Linked DNA regions of Pan troglodytes: region 1 is linked to region 2. The links are chromatin contacts, called in public Hi-C maps. All regions are on one chromosome and are shown on one strand. The core of a region is the stretch at or near the end of the contact, and the rest is flanking DNA. Distances in the headings are between cores, read along the strand shown. Region 1 holds the start of ACTR2 (actin related protein 2). Region 2 holds the start of SPRED2 (sprouty related EVH1 domain containing 2).

The links. A called contact is a pair of places that touch in the nucleus more often than the background predicts.
Region 1: a contact with region 2 is called in a Hi-C map of stem cell-derived neural progenitor cells, with 4 times the contacts expected there. The contact joins the promoter of ACTR2 here to the promoter of SPRED2 in region 2. A contact is called at or near these places in 1 of 7 Hi-C or Micro-C datasets (stem cell-derived neural progenitor cells) and 1 of 1 datasets of contacts at active chromatin or transcription factors (stem cell-derived excitatory neurons).

The regions. Positions count from the first base shown.
Region 1 is chr12:57,498,206-57,504,041 of NHGRI_mPanTro3-v2.0_pri, reverse strand. ACTR2 (actin related protein 2) reads left to right here and starts at 3,419. Exons shown (of 9, transcript XM_016948644.4): 1 at 3,419-4,755. The coding sequence starts at 4,708.
Region 2 is chr12:57,281,295-57,287,066 of NHGRI_mPanTro3-v2.0_pri, reverse strand. It overlaps SPRED2 (sprouty related EVH1 domain containing 2), which reads right to left and starts at 3,046. Exons shown (of 7, transcript XM_063789766.1): 1 at 3,014-3,046; 2 at 219-866. The coding sequence starts at 244. LOC104004996 (a long non-coding RNA gene) reads left to right here and starts at 4,193. Exons shown (of 7, transcript XR_010149417.1): 1 at 4,193-4,306.

The sequences.
Region 1 (5,836 bases), core at 2,170-4,669, 220 kb before region 2:
TGGCCTCACTGATCCACCTGCCTTGGCCTCCCCAAGTGCTGGCATTACAGGCATGAGCCACCGTGCCCAGCCACAATCTCTATTTCTTTTAAATACAATAAAATAAAAAACAATAAAATTATAATAAAAAAGTCATTCCTGAGTAGGATGACTCGGGTTAAGAATGACTTAGGTTTTCATGATAGATCTGGAGTTTCCAAAACTCTGGGTAAACAGAGCTCAGGCTTTGAGGACAGGCACACCTGTGTCTAATCCTGCTGCTGCTACATGATAGGTACATTTGGGCAGGTAACTTAAATTTTTTAAAGCCTTATTGGAGTTATAACATGTAATTTACACATCTCAAAATTTACCTATTACAAGTGTGCGGTTTATTTTTAGTAAATTTTTATGGTTGTGTAACCATTACCAAAATCTAGTTTTAGTATTCCATCAATCCATAAAGTTGTCCCATGCCCATCTGCAGCCAAACCTGGCTTCCAGTTTCAGCCCCAGCAATCACTAACCTGCTTTCTGTATCTATAATCTTGCTTTTTCTATATTTGTGATTTTCCTATGAAATCACAGTCTTTTTATCTGCTATAGTGTTTTTTTACTTTCATCCATGTTACAGCATGTATTGGTTTATTTTTATCACCAAATATTCTATTGTATGGCTGTACTACATATTGTTTACTCATTCACAAACTGATAGACATTTGAATAGTTTCCACTTTTTGCCTATTATGAGTAATTCTGCAATGGACATGTAGGTATGAGTCCATGAACATATGTTTTCATTTCTTTTAGGTATATACCTAGGCATGAAATTGCTGGGTTATATGGCAATTTATGCTTAATTTTTTAAAAAACTGTCAAACTGCTTTCCAAAGTGCCTGTACCATTTTACATTCTCACCAGGAATGTAGGAGTGTTTGTTTCTCCACATTCTTGCCAAACTTGTTTTCTATTTTTTTGTTTTTGTTTTATTTTGTTTTGTTTGTTTTTGAGATGGAGTCTCGCTGTCACCCAGGCTGGAGTGCAGTGGCACGATCTCCGCTCACTGCAATCTCTGCCTCCCAGGTTTAAGCGATTCTCCTGCCTGAGCCTCCCCAGTAGCAGGGATTACAGGCACCTGCCACCACGCCCGGCTAATTTTTGTATTTTTTAGTAGAGACGGGGTTTCACCATGTTGGTCAGGCTGGTCTCAAACTCCTGACCTGAAGTGAGCCACTCGCCTTGGCTTCCCAAAGTGTTGGGATTACAGGTGTGAGCCACCTAGCCCCGCCAAAACTTGTTTTCTATTTTTCTGATTATAGCCATTCTAGTGGATATTAAGTGTTATCTTATTATGCTTTCAATGTGCATTTCTCCAATGATTAATGATGATGAATATCTTTTTATGTACTTATTTGCCATTCATAAATCTTCTTTGGTAAAATATCTATTCAAATATTTTCTTCTAGTTCATGGCTTTTCTTTTTCTTTTTTTTGAGATGGAGTTATGCTCTGTTGCCCAGGCTGGAGTGCAGTGGCATGATTTCGGCTCACTGCAACCTTTGCCTCCTGGATTTAAGCAATTCCCCTGCCTCAGCCTCCCAAGTAGCTGGGATTGCAGGTGCCCGCCACCACGCCCAGCTAATTTTTGTATTTAGTAGAGATGGGGTTTCACCATGTTGGTGAGGCTGGTCTCAAACTCCTGACCTCAGGTGATCCACTCACCTCAGTCTCCCAAAGTGCTGGAATTATAGGCGTGAGCCACTGCGCCTGGCCCTTTTGCTTTATTTTCTACTTTTTTTTTAAATTGCTTGTTGCCTAAGACAGACCAAGATTTTTTGTTTTTGTTTTTTTTTTCTTCTTCTTCTTTTTTTTTTTTTAGATAGGGTCTGGCTCTGTCACCCAGGCTGTAGCGTAGTAGCGCAATCTCAGCTCACTGCAAATTCTGCCTCCTGGGCTCAAACCATCTTCCCACCTCTGCCTCCCAAGTAGCTGGGACTATATGCACAGCTAATTTTTGTATTTTTTATAGAGATGGGGTTTCACCATCTGGCCTAGGCTGGTCTTGAACTCCTGAGCTCAAGCGATCCACCCACCTTGGTCTCCCAAAGTGCTGGGATTACAGATGTGAGCCATTGTCCCAGTCTAGATTTTTTGTTTCAATACATGAACTAAAAGCTTTAAATTTCTATTATGTCAACTATCAATTTTTTCTTTTATAGATCACGATTTTAGCGTCATATCTAAGCAAACTTTGCTTAACTTAATATCAAAAGATTTTCCTCTTTTTCTTCTGAAATTTATAGTTTTAGCTTTTATATTTAGGTCTATGATCCACTTAAATCAATTTTTATGTGTGATGTGAGGTAAGAATCAAAGTTCTTTTTTTTCCCTCCCACATCATTCATTGAAAAGATTACCCTTTCCCCATGGATTGTTTTAGCACCATTGTTGAAAATCAATTGACCATAATGTAAAGGTTTGTGGACTATTTGATTCCATTGATCGATATATCTGCCTCTATGCCAGTATTACAGTCTTCATTACTGTAGCTTTATAATAAGTTTTGAATTCAGGTAGTGGAAGTTCTCCATCTTTTTCTGTTTCAAAATCCTTTTATTCTGGTTCCTTTTCATTTCATATAAATTTTAGGGCCAAACTTGCCAATTTTTTTTTTTTTTTTTTTGAGATGGAGTCTTGCTCTCACCAGGCTGGAGTGCAGTGGCACGATCTCTGTCACTGCAACCTCTGCTTCCCGGGTTCAAGCGATTCTCCTGCCTCAGCTTCCTGAGCGGCTGGGATTACAGGCGCGTGCCAACACGCCCAGCTAATTTTTGTATTTTTAGTAGAGACGGGGTTTTGCCATGTTGGCCAGCCTTGTCTTGAACTCCTGATCTCAGATGATTTGCCCTCCTTGGCCTCCCCAAGTGCTGGGATTACAGGCGTGAGCCACCGCGCCCGGAATAATGCTCTTTCTTTAAAAATACAAATTAGCAATCCCCTTAATTCCACAAAGAGGAAAAGTAAAAGAACACAGAAATGCTTGAGTTCAATTTGCTGAGACCAATAAAATGCACTTTCAAGAAAACTGCACAGCACTAGCATTGGAGGCCACAAAAATAAGATACGGACTCTATACTCAAGGAATTCATGAACAAATAAGTTTTTCTGCTGGCTGAGGTACTTCTCTGACTGTTAAAGCAGGTAAAACGAAGAAATGTTCCTCCGAGACTTCCTACCTATTCTAACCCCTCAAACTTCTAATTGCAACAATGGCAGCTTTATTTTTATCTTAATATTTATGTGTTGAGGGTTCCATATAAGATTAAATTTGAATAAAGCACTGTATGCCTTTAAAAAGGTTTGAAAATCACTGGTCTAATAAAAGAACAGTGAAAACTGACAGGCAGCTATATTATAAAAAGAATACTGGATTGAGGGTTCATGATGACTGTTTTATTCTAGTTGTTGAACATGTACAGCCATGTCGAAGGAAAAGTTCTATTTCTCACCTCTCATAAAGAATGGCATTTTAAAGGTGAATTTTAATGTCATTCATCTAATAAATATTTGTTGCATGCAATAAGCACAATGTTATTCATATATTCATAGTAAAGTAATAGGGAGAAAGGAAGTACGGAATATCCTGAGGATATCAGCTGTCATCAGAGATGTAACAAGCTGGGTCTCAGAGCACAAGTTTGCCAATTGATTAAAAAGGAAAAAAAATGAGGCATCGTAGATAGAATCATAGGTCCAGAAGAACAGAATTAGAAATAGCTACCACTGAATGAACATTTCCTCTATGCATAGACTTTTATCCTCACCACACCTATGGAGATAGAAGTTATTATCCCCATGCAGACAGGGGTATGCCAAAATCACAAAACTCGTGAGTGGCAGCGCCACGTTTGAAACTGGGGTTGTCTGATTTCAAAGCCAAGGCTCTGGGTTCACAGAAGTACATGTACTTAAGAGGTGTGAAGCAACATGGGACTACTGGAAGAAGGAGGCGGTGAGCCACGAGGCTGGAAATGCAGGCACCTGCTCTCGCTCACTTGACCATAGAGCAACTTGGGCAAAGAACGGGTGGGCTGACATTGGAGTATGGAACAAACGCATGATTTCAAATAAGCATGTGTGTATCCATCCCAGTTCTGTCCGCTGAAAAGGCCTAGAAGCAATAACACACCAAGCCCTGTCGAATGGTGGGGTCCGCCAGGACCTCCAGGCTTGCTCCCCGCCCTACCCGCCAGCTTCTCCGCCACATTCCACTGCCGCAGCAGAACCGGTGTCCTTCACCTGCCTGCGTCTTCTGCAGTTCGTTAAGCGGCGCCCTTAGCTCCTGTGACACTTTAGGGAGAAAGCCGCAGCACCGGCGATGTTGGCCGCCATTAAGGCCCGGCAAAGCGCCCGGAACTAGAAGCGGCGAAGAACCCGGGTGGGCAGCGACCGTGACAGCCGAGCCGGAAGCGGAGCTGCGGGAGGGGCCTCGACGCTCCTCCATCTTTTATTGGAGCTCACCGCTGCCAGTCGCGCTGCCTGCCCGTCCCACCCTTTTCGTGCAGGCATTCAGCTAAATGACGGGCGGAGCCTGGCGGCAGCTTCCGGTCGGGGGAAAAAAGTTGGGCCGAAGGAGGGGCCGGGAAGACGCAGGAGGAAGAAAAGAAAACGTCCGGGCGGCGGTGGCTGTAGGTTGTGCGGCTGCAGCGGCTCTTCCCTGGGCGGACGATGGACAGCCAGGGCAGGAAGGTGGTGGTGTGCGACAACGGCACCGGGGTAAGGGCCGCGCGAGGAGGCCTTGGCGGCCACAGACGCCGGCGGGGACGAGCAGCTGGCGCACGGGCCCTCGGCCCCCAGGGCTGCACCTCCGGGCCCTCGGGGCGAAGGGGCGCGGGGCGGTGCCTCCCACCTCCGCGGGCGTGGGAGCGAGCCGGCCGTTCTCTGGTCTCCCTTGAGCCTGCCACACATTTAGCCTGCCACCCCCTCACCCTTCCGGGTCGGGGCGGCGGGCGAGACCGGCACTGGACACGGAGCCTACTGACCGCCCGGCAGGGAACTGCTCCGCGCTTATGCGGGGGCAATTGGGCTAAAGCGGACGGAGGGGTAAAAGGCTCGGTTTGTGTGTTCCGAGAAGGGCTCTTTTCCCCAGGGCCACCGGTTTGTAAAAAGGAGAAAGACCTAGAGGCCTTCCTCTTCCTGTATAGTTGAAGATACACCAAACGAGAAGCAGGAAGCAGGTTTACTTTAAAAAAAAAAAAAAAAAAAAAAGGGAAGTGCTGTCATGGAGTGTGGACCTCAGCCCTTTCGCTGTGTTTGTTGGGCTTTTTATTAGTTTTTTCGAGGGAAGGGGTCCAGATCGGCAGCGCATCGTTCACTTTTTGTTTTACATACTAGTATTTGGCCCAGGAGCAGGCCCACGGAGACCAGCATGTTCCATTGAGTGGTTTTGGGTGACCTAGGATGCCGCAAGACTCAAGTGTTAATTCCACTAGCCTTAGGGGAAGTTAGTGTTGATTATCCCACCCCCAACCCCTTTTTTCCCCTTCGTTTCAGTATACAGGTAATGTTAGCTTTTAAGATTCAAAAATTGTAAAATCTGACTAAAGCACTGATTTAGAAACTATTTGAAAATTGTTTCTGTAATCCCAGCACTTTGGGAGGCCCAGGCGGGCAGATCACCAGAGGTTAGGAGTTCGAGACCAGCCCAGCCAACGTGGTGAAACCCCGGTCTCTACTAAAAATACAAAAATTAGCCTGCCGTGGTGGTGCTTGCCTGTAATCCCAGCTACTTGGGAGGCTGAGGCAGGAGAATCGCTTGAAGCCAGGAAGCGGAGGTTGCAGTGAGCCAAGATTGCGC
Region 2 (5,772 bases), core at 1,797-4,296:
CCCGCCGACCCTAGGCGTGCGCCCGCCAGCCCGCAGCAGTTTTTGCCCTCTCCTCACTTCAACAAGCAGGGAAGCCTCGCGTCCCAACCCCGACAGGTCAGCGAGTCGCTGCACCCCACGCCAAGTTCACCCAATAAGCGTCCCCGCCCGCATCCTCAGCCCCGGCCCCCACGCTGCCCCTGCGGGGCACCCTCGTCCCACCCCGCGACCAAACTTACTCGTCTGGGTGTGTTTCTTCGGTCATTTTCTTGTTCACCTAGACGCCTGTCCCGCGGCGGGCAGCTTTGCTCCCTTCATGTTCCTGTCCGCTCGCCCCCCTTCTTCACATCTCCGGAGATCGCCTGATTTGGGGAGGGGGGGCGGCTAGAGATGAAGGGGGCGCCGCAGCAGAAGGGGAAGCAGGGCGCGGGATAAGGTTTGGGGGAAGGGGTGCAAAGGCAGGCTGCGCGGGGAGTGAACGCCGCAGCGCCGTGGGGAGAGGCGGGCGGAGGCTCCGGGGGCTCGGGAGCGGGCAGAGGGGGCGAGATTTGGGAAGGGGACGGCGGTGTGGGAGAGCAGGAGAAAAACAAGCGCGCCTCGGAGCGGCAGGGACTGCTGCGAGGAGGAGGAGAGCGCCGGCCGCGGGTGGGGGGGCTCAGTCCGGGGTCGCCCCCGGGGGGCCGGGCCAATCACGGTTCCGGGGAGCGGTCGGCGGCCGGGGGAGGTGCGCCTGGGAGGCGGTGCAGGGCGCCCCGTCCGAGCCCCATCTCTCGACTCCACCGATTTACTCCATATTGGATTCTCACCGCCGCCAACAGGAGGAGGAAGTAGGGCGGAAGCGATGACGTCTTCCCAGCGGCCAGAGGTGGTGGAGTGCAAAAAGCTTCCTACTTGCGACCGAAAAAAAAGGGAGAAGAAAAAAAAAAACTTTGTCCCGCCTACTGAGCACGCCCCGCTTCCTCTCCCCCTCCCTCCTGGCTTCCACTCCCGGGGGAGCCGCGGAGCCGAGTTGTTTGCTTGCGCCGCGACCGTCTGGCTCCGAATCCTCCTTGATTAGGGCTCCGGGTTTTAGGAAGCCCGAGAGGAGGGAGGAGGCGGGAGCGGAGGACTCGTACACATCTGGCTCCCGTTTTTGCCCCCTCCCTCCTTCCAAACACCGAGATTAAAAATCGGGGGGTTGGGCGGGGGCGGAGATGGGAAACTCAAGGGAGGGGAGGGAGTAAAACAGCTGAAGAGGTGCTCAGGCTCAGAGGCACAACTACACCCACCGCGGGGTGGGAAGGTAGGGGCGGCGCAGGTGCCAGGGGCTGGCTTCTCCAGCCCAACCCAACCAGAGAGGGGAGGGGGTTCGACTTTGCCAAGGTTCTGAAAGGCAGAGGCTTTTCCGTTTCACGTGAATCTTGTGATTTTTTTTCTTTTTTGTCTCAATAGAGGAATGGATTTTTGTTTTGTTTTGTTTTGAGATGGAGTCTCGCTCTGTCCTCAGGCTGGAGTGCAGTGGCGCGATCTAGGCTCACTGCAACCTCCACCTCCTGGGTTCAAGTGATTCTCCTGCCTCAGCCTCCCGAGTAGCTGGGACTACAGGCGCGCGCCACCACGCCCAGCTAATTTTTGTATTTTTAGTAGGGAGGGGGTTTCACCATGTTGGCCAGGATGGTCTCGATTTCTTGACCTCGTGATCCGCCTGCCTCGGCATCCCAAAGTGCTGGGATTATAGGCATGGGCCACCGCGCCCGGCCAAGGAACGGATGTTTTTAAGAATCATTACTCATGCAAAGAAAAAGGTCAACCCAGCACAGCCCAGAAACGTTTGCATTTCCGTAGAAATTATGGAATTTCTCGCGTTAAGAAGCAGCCCCGGCCGGGCGCGGTGGCACACGCCTGTAATCCCAGCACTTTGGAAGGCCGAGGCGGGCAGATCACCTGAGGTCGGGAGTTCGAGACCAGCCTGACCAACATGGTGAAACATCGTCTGTACTAAAAATACAGAATTAGCCGGGCGTGGTGGCGCGTGCCTGTAATCTCAGCTACTCGGGAGCTGAGGCAGGTGAATCGCTTGAACCCAGGAGGTGAAGGTGGCGGTGAGCCAAGATTGTGCCACTGCACCCCAGCCTGGGCAACAAGAGCAAAACTCCATCTCAAAAAAAAAAAAAAAAAAAAAAAAAAAAAGAAGAAGAAGAAAGAAAGAAAGAAAAAGAAACAAGAGACATAGTCCCTATCCCTTGCTGCTCTCCAAACACAGTAGACTTTTCCATCCTCTTGAATGTCCATGGGACAATCCAGATACGATGTTAACTAAATAGCAACCACTGAACAGGTTAAGAGATTAAATATTTGCCTCAGGCTGGGCGCAGTGGCTCATGCCTGTAATCCCAGCACTTTGGGAGGCTGAGGTGGGCAGATCACCTGAGGTCAGGCGTTTGAGACCAGCCTGGCCAACATGGCAAAACCCTGTCTCTACTAAAAATATAAAAATTAGTTGGGTGTGGTAGTGGGCGCCCATAATCCCAGCTACTCAGAAGGCCGAGGCAGGAGAATTGTTTGAACCCAGGAGGAGGAGGCTGCAGTGTGCCGAGATTGCACCATTGCACTCCAGCCTGGGCAACAAGAGCAAAACTTTGTCTCTAAATAAATAAATAAATGCCTCAAATTTAGTATTCCTAAAATTTACATGCATATAAGAGCCACAAATGCTCCAAAAAGTTTCACCTTGAGTCAGGGATAAACTGGTGGTTTACTCCAGGCTTTGTGCTTATCACAGCCATGATCTCTGTAGACATGGAGTGGGGTTCACGCTGGTGATGTGTGGTGGTGGGGAGGGCATGAACCAGGGGATGGAACAGCTTGGTTCTGGTTTTCTCCTAGCAGTCCTGAGACCCCGAGTGAGTTTCTTTATAAAACAGGAATAACAAGGCCAAGCTTGTCTTTATCAGTTTTTGAGGCCATTGAGAGTTCCTGAGAAAGTACTAAGCAAAGGCAAGATCTCATTGTCTTCCAAATCCCCAGATGGCTAAGGAATCTACCCAAGTCTCACCTTTGGCCATGGTTGCTCTTCTACCTTGGAGTGCTGAAAGAGATCCCACCCTGTTATTCCTGAACTTCCCAGAACACAGGCACTTACCCATGTCAAAATTATCCACCCTGTGGGCATCTCTTGGGCTCCACCCTCCAGTTTCAAGGTACACAAATGGCAAGGTGGCAGGTGAGGTGATTAATTTCTGCAGGTAGGCCAGCTCTATGAGCAGGTTAAATTGGTGTCATCACCACTCACTCAGCCAGCTCTCTGCTTAATAGCAGTGAACGACTGGCCCAGCCTATGGACCAGGTTGCCAGGGGAACAATGATAAATATTCTGAGGTCCAGAAGTCCCCAAGTCCCCACTGGGATCACCTGGTACCATACTCCAGCTGGGCTATCTCAGGCAGGCCCTTAGGTCCACTGAGCCTTGGGTTCAGTGTCTGTTGGGTCGGAATAGTACCCACAACATAGGGTTGCTGGGAATCTTAAATGGGCTATACAGATTCCTGATAGCCCTTTCCTCTCTCTGGCCAGCTGGTTTACCAAATGCCCCCCTCCACTCTGTCCTTCATGTTCCTTTAAATGAAGCCTGCCAGTTCTCTTCTGTCTTGTTCAACACCCAAAAGGGGCCTTTTGATGGAAACATTACTAGCAGGTCACTTCTTGGTCCTCCCCATCAATTACTGTGGTTGAGGCAAGTCTGACTCCTGCAGCTCCATAGAATAAATGAGGACATTGGGCGAATAACTCAGATATGTCTGTTGATCTGAACATCAAGGTGTTATCAAAGTCCATTGGATTGTTGCTGGAATAGGGGATATCACAGATTTAGGGCTTTAATTGATGTCACTGCTGAAAGAGCTAAGGACCCACATCCCTGTCTCTCCCCACAACCGGCAGAACAGGGGGCTGCGGGAATCTCTGAACACGATCAAATCAATAGTGCTCAGTCAGAGTAGGATCGTAAAGCTTCAAAAGTAATATCGATCTGCTCACAACTTCACGCAAACCCAGCGGGGCCCCCAGCAGGTCCCCCACCTACAGGCTTCTCAGTTCCGAGTCCTGGGCGAGGGAGCACCCCCACCCCGGCCCTTCCCGCGGGCTGCCCGGAAAGCCCGGAGCGCGGAGCCGGAGCGACCCTCCGCGGCCGGGGACGGGCATGCTCAGTAGCCCCGCAGGTCCTGTTTCACTGGGAAGCCGTCCGCGGCCCCCACCCCTCCCGCCTGGCTCGGGCGCCAGGAGAAGCGGACATTTTAGCCTCCTCTGCAATCCGCTCTCTCGTTCGTGTCCTTCTCCCCCCTCTCGTCCGGTAGGGCCGGCAGTGTAGATTTCCCCAGGGGCGGGGGTGGGATCTGAGCAATCACTCGCCCTCCCCCTTCCCAGGGGCGGGGAGGGGGTGATTTAGGGAGGACTCCACGGGGCCCAAAGGTTCGCACCGCCCCGCCGCGGCCCAGCCTGCAGAAGCCCCCCGCTGCCGCGGCGCCCCCGCTCCCCGCCCCGCGAGGCGCGCGCAGCTGCGCCCGGGCCTGTCCTCGCTTCACCCCCACTCTGCCCCTTCGGTATTTCTCAATGACCGGCGCTCCGAGGACACTTCCGACGCGGAGGGAGGGGGTGTCATTAGCGCTCGGTTATCAGTTCCTTCCGGTCTCCCCGAGCTCAACCCTGCGCGCGGCCGGGCCGCGCCTCGGGCGATCTGGTGCCTTTATTATGATGTTTAAGTAAGCAGTCGTGTGTGCCAAGTGAGTTTGTAGCCCAGCTGTCTCCCCCAAGCCCCGCTGGCAGGAATGGAAACCCAAACTCTCTCGTAATGCAGGGGATGATGCAAACTTAGAAACTGACCCGGCGCCCGGGAATGAGGCCCCCCCGCCCCGGGCGTGCGGCGGCCCAGTAGGGGCATGAATGGCTGGAGCCCGATTGCATAATCCGCGCGGTATAAATAGCCGGCGGGCGGGCCGCTGACGCGCTCGGTTGTGCCGTTATCGTGCAATGCTTCATCCCCGGTGCCGTTCACTCCCAGGTCGTTTTCCCTTTCAGCTGCAATGCCGGGATTTTAAATAGCAGAGATGAAAGGCCCCTGCCCCCGCCTCCCTCCTCCCCTGAGTTCATGTATTATGAATGAAACGGCAGCCTCGCTGCTTCCTGAGGTGCTCCACTTCAGGTAGGAGAGAGACTCAATGTCAAGGCAGCTGGCTACTAAAAGTTGGGTGTGTGCGCGCGTTGGGGAGGGACGGAGAGCAGGAAATAATTGACAGGCTGGGAAACATTCTTTTCGAGAAAATGTAACCGCTCAGGGTTTGCCTCTGGAGTTTCAGTTTACAACTGTACAAGCCTCAGTCAATTTAAGAATGGATTATGCAAAGGGGCTTTCGACTGCGGCTTGCTCGCCCTCACACCCTAGGCCGCTGTCTCTGTGGAAAGTGCTGTTTCATTCAGAGGAGCTGGTTTCTGCCCTCCCAGGGAGGCAGCACACATCCCCTCTCCCCTCTCATCCCCCACTTTAAGATGAGCCCTGAGAACCCTTGAGGGTCTCGAGAAAAGCGAATGCTGGTCACTGTAGCCATTCTCTAGTTCCAGAACCCCTTGGAAGCCTCAGCGAGGTCCAAAGCTGAGTAAGTTTTAAAACGTATTTTTTTTCCAACAGTTTTTCAACAATAGGTAGTCATTTTAAAAATTAAAGGATGAAGCAAGTTTTCGTCTTCTCATGAATACCAGATTTCAACTTAATTTCTTAACATAAAAATGGCCAGTTCTTCACAAATGCATTTCTGACATGTG